2 separate regions of the Gossypium hirsutum genome follow, and region 2 is linked to region 1. The links are chromatin contacts, called in public Hi-C maps. All regions are on one chromosome and are shown on one strand. Each heading gives the region's core, a stretch centred on a gene start, on an enhancer-like site or on the middle of the called end of the contact. The rest is flanking DNA. Distances are from core to core; before and after follow the strand shown.

Region 1 (6,091 bases), core at 476-2,975:
CTATTTGTAATTCGCGCTTAATGACTGGTTTATATTCTCATTAATACTTCTCTTTACACTTGAAAGAAGATAATTTGTGTCACCAACTCCGCCAGTTTCAAATAGCTCCATAAAATAATCTCGTATAATATTTTCCATATCTTCATCCTCAGTTTTGATAGTTCCTCTACTATCTTCCAACCCTTGTATTTTGTTCGTGCGTCTTTGTGATGCCTGACTATGGAAGAAAGCTGTATTTTTATCCCCTTGGCGCAACCAATTCGTTCTTGCTCTTTGTTCACAGTACATCTCCTCTTTTTTCATTTCCTAGTTTAAATTTAGCTTCACGTCAATCATCTCTATTAGAGTATCATCCTCCCTCGGTATTCCATCAAGTTCAACCAATCTTTCTCGAAGAAGTTGTGATCTCTTGACTCGGTTTCCCTTAATATTTTTCCTCATCTCTGTAAACCAATTCGGGTATGCTCAAGTTTATCCAATACACTGCCAGTTTTCTCCTTCCATAAATTCTTAACAACTTCTTCACATGAAGGCTCAGTTATCCACTATGATTCGAACTTGAATAGATTACCCCCATATTGTTTTACTTTTGACCTTGTTTGGATTAAAATTGGGCAATAATCAGAGAAAAAATGTGGTGGATGTTGTACCAAATAATAAAAAAATAAATTCAGCCATTCCGAATTTGCTACTCTCTTATTGAGCTGATCCCTTATGTTTGTATCCGCAAAATTACCTTTTTCCCAAGTAAATTTTTGTCCACTATATCCCATATCAGTTAGATCGCATTCTTCCAGGGTTTTTCGAAATTCCTCCGTCTACCTTTCGTCTCTTATTGCCCCTCCCATTTTCTCGTGTGCATACATGATCTCATTGAAGTCTCCACAGACACACCACGGTATTAAGCAATTGTTCCTTAGTCGGTGAAGTAGATTCCATGACTCTTGCTTGTTTGAATGACTGGGATTGCCATAAAATCTAGTGAATTGCCACGTATATGGATTATCTTCTTCCTTAATTTCCACATCAATATGATTTTTTGAATAGCTACAGACATGAACTAGATTGTTTCCATTCCATGCAAGACTTAACCCACCTCGCGAACCATTACCTGGAATATCCATCCCATTAAGAAAAAAGTTTCGTAAGGGGACTGGAGCAGGCTACCATGAGACAAAAGATCTTTCTAAAGAGATTCGATTCGCCACACCGTTTTCGAAGACGTTCCATTCAGATACAATCTAATTTTGTCTCCATTAAGAAGACCATTTGGGTTTTATATATCTTCAACGTGTGTTGAAGCCTTCGAAAAGCTTGAGGATTCCCCAAACCTCTGGCATTCTAGCATAGAATTTTCATTGGTTCCGGTTAGCTGGCCATTTGCCAGCCGCTGATATAATTTGTGAAAAAACATCTTCATCCTCTATAGACCTCATCATCTCCATTATTGTACTACCATCCAAATTTCCCTCATCAGTTCTTGGTTTTTTGTTATGTTTTCAGCTAATGGTCCAAAATCGGACGCTTCCTCTTGATGTAGTTTTCGTTTACCTATTGTAAGATCAGTCATATTTGAGTCGCTATTTCCCTTATGGTATAATCGGCGCCAGCTTCTTTTTTTGTGGCCCAATTGAAATATTTCTTTTGGATTAATGGGCCCTTTATCCTCAGATTTTTTTTATCATTTTCCGTAGCACAATACCAATTTATGATGGCCTGCTCCACCTCTATTGTAGGTCCCACTTATTAGAGTTTGCATTTAAAGTATCTGTTGTAGGGCACCAATTCTTTTTGGACTCTTCTTCCTCTTTTGTAGCCAAAACTTAGGGAGAAAAATTAGAATCTCTTTCTTCGGAATTTTCCTGTATTTTCTCCGTTTCCCACTTCCCGGAGTTCTTTATCGATCTAACTTCACTCTCCGGCCGACGATATGGAATAGACTTTTCTAGCAAAAGAGCATCTTCTTTTTTCCCCAGTTCCTCTCCCGCGTAAAAACATTGCTTCATTGATTTTTTCTGTATTGATCCAAAAATTAGACATTCTTTCCCTACCATGGAAGATTTTGCCTTAAGTGCTATTGAGAAAGGATGCTCATCATCTACCTTTATACGATCTTCCGGGCTTGTTTCCGAACATTCCTTAATCTCATTGCCCATTCTTCCGCAACCAAAATAGAAAGTTAGGAGATTTTCATATTTAAAGGATATCCATATTTTCATCCATATTTTCTCTTTCTCATTCGGAGAAACAAAGACACCCTTTCTTAATTATTTTTGAACATCTAGGTTAACTTTGATTCAACAGAATTCCCCTTTTATATCAGATCTAATAACTCCCCCAAAAGTAGATCCAATTGCATGCATCAAATCCTTTTTGTCACATTCTGGTGGACACGGGCCAACTTTCATCCAAAACAGGGAGAAGGTTAGTTGATTCTTGTTTCTCTCCAGAGGTTGCGTCAGTCTATCAAAAATGATTAATTGTTTTCGAATTAGCCATGGATGCCTTTCCAAGATCTGTTCCAAGGCCTCCTCATCTTTAAAAGAGATCGTAAACAGATTTTGCCCTGCGATAAGAATCTCGAACTTCTTTTTTGTTTTCCATATGCTTCGTAATTGTGCTCGCAAGCTATCTGGATTATATGTTTTCTTTGTACAAATAGAGCAGATCAGCGTCAGATTTTCTGATGGAGTTACTAATGAATTTTTCACCGTTAGTTGGATTAACTACTCCTCAAGGAGAGCAATTTCGTTTTTTTCGTCCTTCGATTCGAAGACACTGCTCATCTTCTTCCCAACCACAGTACTCGCTGTTTCTTCGGGAAGTTCAATGAGAGCACTCTTGACTCCTTTTTTCTATTGAGTTTTTTAAAGTTCAGACTGTTTTTAAAATCTTAAAAATCTGAAAAAGTGGTCGTAATAAGATTACACTCTATATTATAGCATCTCGATATTGTTTAAGAATATAAGATTACTAAATAATTGGAATATTGAGAATCCAAACATTCTAATCTTATTTCGAAATATTACACTATAAGTTGTATGTAATATTCGATCAACGAGACCCCCTAAATGTTACAATAAATCCTATTTTATTTTCATGTTTTAACACTAGCCACTCTTCTCATATTTCTCTCTTCCCTCTTTGCTCATTTCTATTTGCACGTTGTTTTGCTATTTTCATTGTTGTTTGCTTACAAACAATAGTAAAAACATTTGAATTAAAGAAAATAATTATTTAAATAAATAATAAATAATTACATCAATAATAAAAAATATCATGATATATTATTTAATTAGTAAAATTACAATTTAACCTATTTTTAAAATTTTTATGAAAATGAAATAATTTAAACTTCAATTATGTACCATTCTTTTCCTAGTATCCTTAATAATTATTTTTTATTCTCACATGCCCATTATAAAAGTAATTAAATCTATTCACATATTTTACAACTGATTGTAATATCATTACTATAATATTTAATCTCATGCTATAATAACTAATTTTATTACTATTGTTGTTTTCATTTCATTGAAATCAATCTCATCACACAGTCAAACTTTGCCTTACCAATGGTTTATAGGAGGCAGAAATGAAAGAGATTGGTGAAATAGGGCGCCAGAGAAAATATGACAGTAAAGAAAACCAAACCCATTAATTAGAGGAGCTACCTTTTACTGAAGGATGATACTAGTTTAGCAAAGTCTTTATCTTGACAGTCAGCTCAGTACCCACCAATTTATATATCTATGTATAAATGTATGTTATCCAAGAAACCGAAGTCATACATTTCTTACGGAAGTAGTTTCAATGCCAGTTCAACAGTTTTGTTTGTATGGACAGCCGTGGGGACTGTTGGAAAAATATGATTTTTGGAATGTTTGAGGTATATTTTCGATTGGTGAATGCGGAGTTTTGAATCATAATATTATGATTTTATGTTCTATCCCATAAAACTTTTACAACAAGATATCATATGCTAAAAATAGTTGAGTAAAATAAGAAATTGACGTCAAAGTATGTTACTTTAAATATACAAATATGCATTTAAAGGAGACTTTAAATCTATTTTAAGAAAACTGTGAAAACATTCTTCAATATTTAGTAAAATTTAATTCTCTTTTTTAGTTTCTGATTTTTTCAGGATCTTATTTATTTAATTAATTTTTCAGATCTGATTTTCTTAAATAAATATAAATATTTATTTAATTTATTTTAATATTTATTTGTTAACATGTTTTGTCTTATATATTTTCTTCCATAAAGGCTAATTGGAGCCTCCTCTCTCATGGTATGATAATATTGTAGCCATAAGCTAATACCCTTGCCCACAGTGAAGACATTGGTGTTGTCAACTGCATTTTGTACGTATCAATGATTACCTAGCTACGAGAAATATATAAAAAATTAATTAATGTATTACTTTTTTAAACTTAACCCAAAAAAAATGTATGCATTGGTTTTTTTTTTTCATATATACATATGAAATAAGGAAAATAATGGAAATTTAAAAATTTAAAAATTATTTTGTTAGACTACTTTGAACAGTAACAATATGAAGATGGTATTTGGAGTGGTTGACTATAAAGTCTGCTCCTCCAACTGTTGACTTCCATATTATATTTTATTCAATTTGCATGCAATTTTAACATGAGTCTATTGGGTAAATGGGAGATTTTTCGCATTAAAATTGTATAAAAAATATAATACTCAAGTTAGCATGTGGAGGAGCCAACTTTAAAGTCAGAACCTCCAACTTTCGACTTTCACGAAAATTGGTTCTGGGAGATGTCGGGTTCACCGTCATCATTATTCAATTTAAACCATTTTGCTGAATAATTTGTTATCACATCTATTTAGGAAAAAAAACATTGGGCATAGTTGCAAGAATATGGGAGTAGCTATGGGAACAATTACAAATTCGAGTGCAGCAATTACAAATGCGAGTGCAACAACAATAATAAACACAAACACAATGCGATTGTTTACGTAAGAATTTCTATGTTTACGGTTTTTTTCCAGAGAGACAATACATTATTTTTAATCTTGTACAAATAGTGATATAAACCCTATCACACATCTATATATCAATCTCACTTTTGCACTTAATATCTAGGTCTTTCTCCATTAAAATTTTCCAATAAAATTTAATTTGTAAATCAAAAGGCTTGCTTATTTACTTATAAAATAGACTTACAATAATGAATTCCCAATAAATAAATAAATGCATAAACTCTTCCTACAAAACTTATACAAGTCTTGTGAATATATAATATTTCGATTTACTAACATTAGATCAACTATTATCTCAATCCTCATCAAAGTCCAAAATAAATCACAGATCATCAAAATAAACTTATTAAATCATTTGATCCAATCTCCTTAAAATAAGGGATTGAGTTCAATTTGATTTTTAGTATTTATTTCTTCTTAAAGATCTATGTTCAATGATGGATTAGCAAAAGTTATGGACAAACTATTTTTTGGTATTTATCAAATACATTGCAAGCACCTTAGATGAGAACCGACGAGTAATCGAAGGAGGGCCAAAACAGGCCCGACTATGGGACAAGGAGGTCTCCGATGTCGGAATAACATGATGGCTTTTGGCAATGAACATGGTAGCGACATCATGATGAGGAGAATCAGCACGTCACAACGTCACGACAATTCCTGATGTTATGCAGCCATGTTTTGTACAGGTCAACATGACTTCTTCTCCCAATTGGGAATTTATTTTCGGAGTTTGGGTTTGTTCATTTAGGTTTATTTTCTCCATATTATACTTTCGTTTGTTTCCTCATTTAGTAAAAAGTCGAAACCTCTTTTGCCCGTGGTTTTTATCTTTTTCGGAGGAATTTTCCACGTAAAATATTTGTATGTTTAATCTTCTCTATTTTACTTGTTTATTGGTTATACGAATTGATTCCCAACATTAAGTAAAATAAGTTATGATATCTGTGTAGTGTGAGGTGCAATTATAAATGTTGGGGACGCTATTCTCATAACTTTCTCAATAATTTCCGTAACGTTTTTTCATGTTTCATATATACCCAAAACAAAAGCCTTGTTCGTTAATAGAAGAGCT
Region 2 (5,735 bases), core at 1,738-4,237, 270 kb before region 1:
TATTTTACATTTTCCAACTGGTGGCGGAGACCATGAAAGTTGTGACTATCTTGTCCAACCCTTTGTGAAAACTTGCCTTTGATTCAATTGATTGGCATATACAATCTCATCTTTATATCTCCTGCAACAATAAATGAGTCCATCTCTAAACAAAGGCTCGTTCGAAGAACCGTTGTTTGCATAACATATACTAGTATAGAAACTAGCACTGATTTAGCAATAGTGATACGCCCCGCAAAGGACACTGTATACACTTTCCAACCAGCTAATTTCAAATTTATTTTATGAATCACATAACTATAAGTCTCATTGGTTACTCGTTTATGTAGAAGAGGGACACCCAAATATTTACCAAGGCTATCAATAGTAGCAAAAGCCAATCCTTTGCTAATAGAGCCCTTAAAAAACATGTGATTATTTTTAGAGAAATAAACTTGAGTTTTTGAAACACTAACCTTATGACCTGATTGAAAAGAAAAATTCGCAAGACACTATTAACCACCTCCATTTGATCTAAATTTGCCTATGCAAAAAGAATAAGATCATCAGCAAAGAAAAGATGGGAAATTAATTGTCCAGATCAATTAAATTTGAAAGGCTTCCATCGTTGCTCTTGAACTTTTTTTTGTATAGTATGAGCAAGCCGTTCCATACATAAAGCAAACAGGTATGACGATAATGGGTCTCTTTGTCTAATACCACGTGAAAGACAAAAAACCTCAAAAAGGTCCCCATTCCAAATCAATTGTATTGAAACAGAATACACATAATTCATAATGAGCTTCCTAATATTAGTCGGGATCCCAACATCCAAAAGGGTATCTTCAATATATTTCCAGTCTAACCTATCATAAGCCTTTTCCAAATCAATTTTGACAGCCATAAATAATTTTCGACCCCTTTTCTTCTGTATGGTGTGTATAATCTCTTATGCAATAATAATATTATCCGAGATAGATCGACTAGGAACAAAGCTAACTTGATTAGGTTGAACCCAACTGCTCATAAACTCCTTCATACGGTTAACCGCAACTTTTGTTATCACCTTATAGAGAAGGTTGCAAAGACTTATCGAAAATGTTAAATTCGTTCTTGTTTTTCCACCTTTGGAATCAGAACAATGACGGGACGATTCACCCAATCAGCGATATTCCCATCCAAGAAAGCATCATGAACAAATGAACAAATAGATCTCCCAACCACTTCCCAATTCTTCTGATAAAACATTACATGGATCCTATCAATACCCAATGATTTTTGAGGATGCATGCCAAACATAGCCATCTTAATCTCATCGTCGGTTACCTCAACAGATAATTTTTGAAATGCTAGTGCCTCCAAAGGATGAAAGCAACCCCTCATAGCAGAAAAACCCTTCACCGAATCATCTTTAGTAAATAGGTCTTTATAAAAATTTATAGTTAAGGTTTTTAATACACAATCATCATCACACTACTCACCAAAATCGAATCGCAAAGCATATTCACACGATGTCTATGCAATGCAGTGAGATGAAAAAATAGCATATTCTGATCTCCTTCCGTGATCCATCGAGAGTAGGCCCTTTGCATCCAAAGGCTCTCTTATTGACTCAAAACAATGTCTAATTCATTTTTCAAGTCTTTTTCCAGTTGGAGGAGGAAAACTGAATTAGACTTATACAAAGCATGTTCAATTCTCGCTAAGTGTCGAAAGATATTTCGTTTCCATTTGCCAATATGCCCAAACACCTCCATATTCCATTTCTTTACATCACAAGTAAACACATCTATATTCGTAAGAGCATATTTTTCTAGATCCCAAACTGATTGGAGAAAACCTTTAAAAAAAGGGTGATTTTGCCAAGCTGTCAGAAACCTGAATACAAGGTTTGCTAATTTTGTTATGGATAGTCAAAAGAAGTGAACGATAATTCAATCCAATTCGTTCCAAATGTTTCACCAGAAAGTTGGGGAACATATTAATTCACTCTTTATTACCAATGCATCAATCAAGCTTTTGAAAAAGATTCCGTATTCCCCACGTAAATTTTGGACCTACATAGCCAAGATCCAGTGCACCCCTTAAAAAATAAAAACCTTGAAAGGAGCATTACCCAAAGACCCATTTCTAGCACCACCTCTTTGTTCATCAGTCGAGACAATCGCATTAAGATTACCCCCAAGGACCCGAGGTTCAGGAAGGGCTATACTTAATAGTTGATTCCATACCACTACCCTCTTTTTTGGGTTAGGGCTCGCATAAATCATGGTAGCATAGCATGAAAAATTATGATAATCAGACTTGCAAATTGTATGAATAAATTGATTGCTTGCTTGAATAATATTCACATCCAGTTCCTTCCGCCATAAAATCCAAATCCCACCATAGAAACCTTTCGCTTCAACTTTTAAAGAGTTATCAAAACCAGACTTCCGAATGAAATTGTCTGCCTTCATACCACTTATCCTTGTTTCAAAAAAAGTGACAAGACAAAAATTATAATGTTTCATAAAAAATTTAAAATAGCTACCAAATTGTGAGTTATTTGCTCATTCGCAATTCCATAAAAAGAAATGGGACATAATTAAATAGTAGGGGAAATAGACCGGTAGACCTGGTCATCATCTTTTTGCTCTTTAGTCATGCCATCTGAAATTAACAACTTTAGATTAGCTTTAAACCCCAAAATATTATCATGATTATCTAATTCACGAGTCATTGAATCAACCAAGTCAGATAACAACATCCCTGAAGATTTGGCACGACTTTTTTTTTTTTTCACCTTAAAACCCCTCTTGGTTATCTCATTCATGGATGTGCCCAACTTCTTTGTTGCATGCATGTGAGTTTTTGAAGAAGAAGCCAACAAATGACTTTCATGATTGGACTGACCCATTACCAATAAATTACTTTCATGATTAGGCAGGCCCACTACCACATTATTATCCTCAATGGTTACCACTTTATGACTTGATTCTGGTATAGTATGTGTACAAACAGTAATTGGTTTAAACCCAGGTGGGATCCGTTGCCCAATTTCCTTATTTTCTACTTCACCCACCTGCATACGTCTGCCTTCTTTGCTTAAAAATCTGGGTTCTTTCCTTTTATCCTTCATGGATGGCCCACCACTAACATTCCTTCCATTTGAAAACCTCATCAAACCGCACAAAGCTAATTCTTTGCGAAAATCCTGCCATGATTCTTTCCTTGTTTGATTATCCATATATTTCTGTTGGACATTAACAATTTCCTGCGCAGATTCAGCTACATCCTCATCGCTATTGACTGCCAAAATTTGGAGGCATGAATTGCTTGCTTCTTCAGTCATCAATTAAATTTTCTTTCCTTCTATACTAGACTTTCCCGCATTAGTGGGTCTCCTTCTACGGTTCGGAGCTTGTATCAAAGGGCCATATAGCTATCCTAGAGCATTCTCAGCACTCACAGTTGTATCTACCATCGACTTAGAAGCCTGCACCATCGTTTGTTCCGTTGAGTCCGCCTCTTTCCCCTTATTTTGCAGTTTCAAGCAGCTTTCTTTATTATGCCCTTAGTATCCACACTCATAACCAATAATCGACAAACCTTCATACTCTACATATTGAATATGACCATCAATACCCATGCAGGAGGCTAATGGTTTTTTCAGGTCAATCATCACCGCCAAGCGAGCAAACTATCTTCTCTTCACCTTTGTCATGTTATAGTCAACTTTTATGATTTCCCCCAACATTTTGGAGATAATTCTCAACAAACCATTAGAATAATATCTGTATCGAAGACGAGAAAATCTTACCCAAACCACCATCTTCGAAGGAAAGCTTTCCTTTGTTGCGAAGTCTCGGCTCCATGGTTGTACCACAAGATAATGTCCATAATCAACTATGGTCCTCCCGTTAGTGCATTATCGTAATCCTTCTAATTACTAAGTTTGACAAGGATGAAATTATTATCAAGGTGGACCACTTGAAATCTCCCGGTTAAACTCCATAAATACCCAATATTATTCCCCAACAAACGTACTTCAGTTGTTTTAGCCATGCTCTTATCAATCCATTCATGAATCTGTTCGAAGAAAGTAATCTTCGGGTACTCTCCTTCGGTAATTAATCATGTAGTCATCCTCCCTAATTTCAAGTTCTTGCTCCAAAACAGCTTCCTCCTTTGACCCTCTCCCTTTGGCATTTCCTACAAGTTTGTCCCGACATGTAACTTTCGGAAGGCCATCTTTCATTACCACATCTCCCAACACCTGATTATCAATGGATTTATTCTTGACTTTCTTGGTAGCCCCTGTGAGGTCTTCAGGGACCAGTGATCGTGGTCGTTCGAAGGAAGTAGAAGAGAAAGACGTGCCTAGAAATGTGTCCAGCTAATAATCCTTAGGTTTGATTTATATACCAAACACTTGTTGATAGAGTAAACTTAAATGTTAATCTAATTCTCTTTAAACTACAACTCATAAAGATAATATGCAAAATAAAATAAATAAAAGAAAAATAAAATATAAAATAAGTAGAAATAAAAATTGCCGCAGCTTGACATGTGTCAAAATGTTAGCTCTTTTGAGACATTACTTTTTATATATATTATTATAGTTTCAACCTACACTTCTGTTGAGTTAATTATTTAATTCTTGATTAAATTGTAAAGTAAAAATTTTAAAAAATTATAATATGTTTCAAGTCCTGGCTTTTTTTATATTTGAAATTTAATTTTAATACTTTTGTTTTTAAGAATTTAGTCTTTTTACTTTTCAAAGTTAAAATTAAAGTCCATTTGTTAATACCGTTAAATTTTTTTATTAAATTTATTGGTGTGATATTTAAATTTTTTTTTAAAAATCTCACTTGGTATATGTGTAGCAAACAATGATAATAGACCTAAATTTAATAAAGAATTTTAACAATGTTAACAAATCTTAAAAAATCATATTTGCTTTTGAATCAAAATAAATTATTTAAACTAAGTAATAACATTATAAAAATTGAGATATCAAATTAAGTCAAAATTAAAATATAAATATTAAATCTCAAATTTAACTAAAGTATAGGGATCACAACTAAAAATTAACTATTCCCATATAATCTTGAAAAAGTAGAGGAGTCAGAAATCAAATTTATCTAATCTACTAAAAAAGAAGAAGAAGAAAAAAACAAAGGAATAAACAGGGGTAATAAGGGAATGCCCTATTCGCCTTCCTTTTAATACCAGTAGAAAATTATAATATGGTTGGTATTTTTCATATATTTGGAATTTAATTTATATATTTTTATTTTTAAGATTTTAGTTTTTCTATTTTTTAAATTTAAACTTTAGTTTCATTTCGTAACATTATTATATATATTTTTGTTAAATTTGTTGGTGTGATATTTTAAATTTTTAAAAAAAATACTTATTTGGTATCCATGTAACAAAAAAAAGAACATTATCATGAACCTAAACTTAGCAGAGAAATTTAACAGTGTCAACAATTCTTAACAATTTATATTAGCATTTGAATCAAACTAAAACATTAATTTAAACTAAATAATGACATTATAAAAGTTAAATTATCAAATTATGTCAAAATTAAAATATATAGATTAAAATTAAAATTTAATTATTCTGATCACAAAAAAATTAAAGAGACTAAATTTTACTAATATCTTATCACGATTAAAAAAAAAGAAAGAAAACAACAATGAAATTAGATTGAGTAACTCATTCTTCTTAATCATAAATAATAAGAATATAAAGATATAACATAT

What was found. Hi-C and Micro-C count contacts between places; a contact is called where the count stands out from the background.
Region 2: a contact with region 1 is called in a Hi-C map of leaf, with 2.0 times the contacts expected there. The contact joins two enhancer-like sites. A contact is called at or near these places in 16 of 34 Hi-C or Micro-C datasets (anther, callus, fibers and 3 more).

The regions. Positions count from the first base shown.
Region 1 is chrA08:99,729,710-99,735,800 of Gossypium_hirsutum_v2.1, reverse strand. No RefSeq gene overlaps it. Among protein-coding and RNA genes, the nearest start is that of LOC121204520, 7.8 kb to the right of the region's middle. Within about 2 kb of position 1,725, at least 9 of the 9 cell types and tissues checked have an H3K27ac peak or open chromatin away from gene starts, as enhancers often do. A contact at or near this core is called in fibers, hypocotyl and leaf, where this site is marked.
Region 2 is chrA08:100,003,028-100,008,762 of Gossypium_hirsutum_v2.1, reverse strand. No RefSeq gene overlaps it. Among protein-coding and RNA genes, the nearest start is that of LOC121205591, 29 kb to the left of the region's middle. Within about 2 kb of position 2,987, at least 6 of the 9 cell types and tissues checked have an H3K27ac peak or open chromatin away from gene starts, as enhancers often do. A contact at or near this core is called in fibers, hypocotyl and leaf, where this site is marked.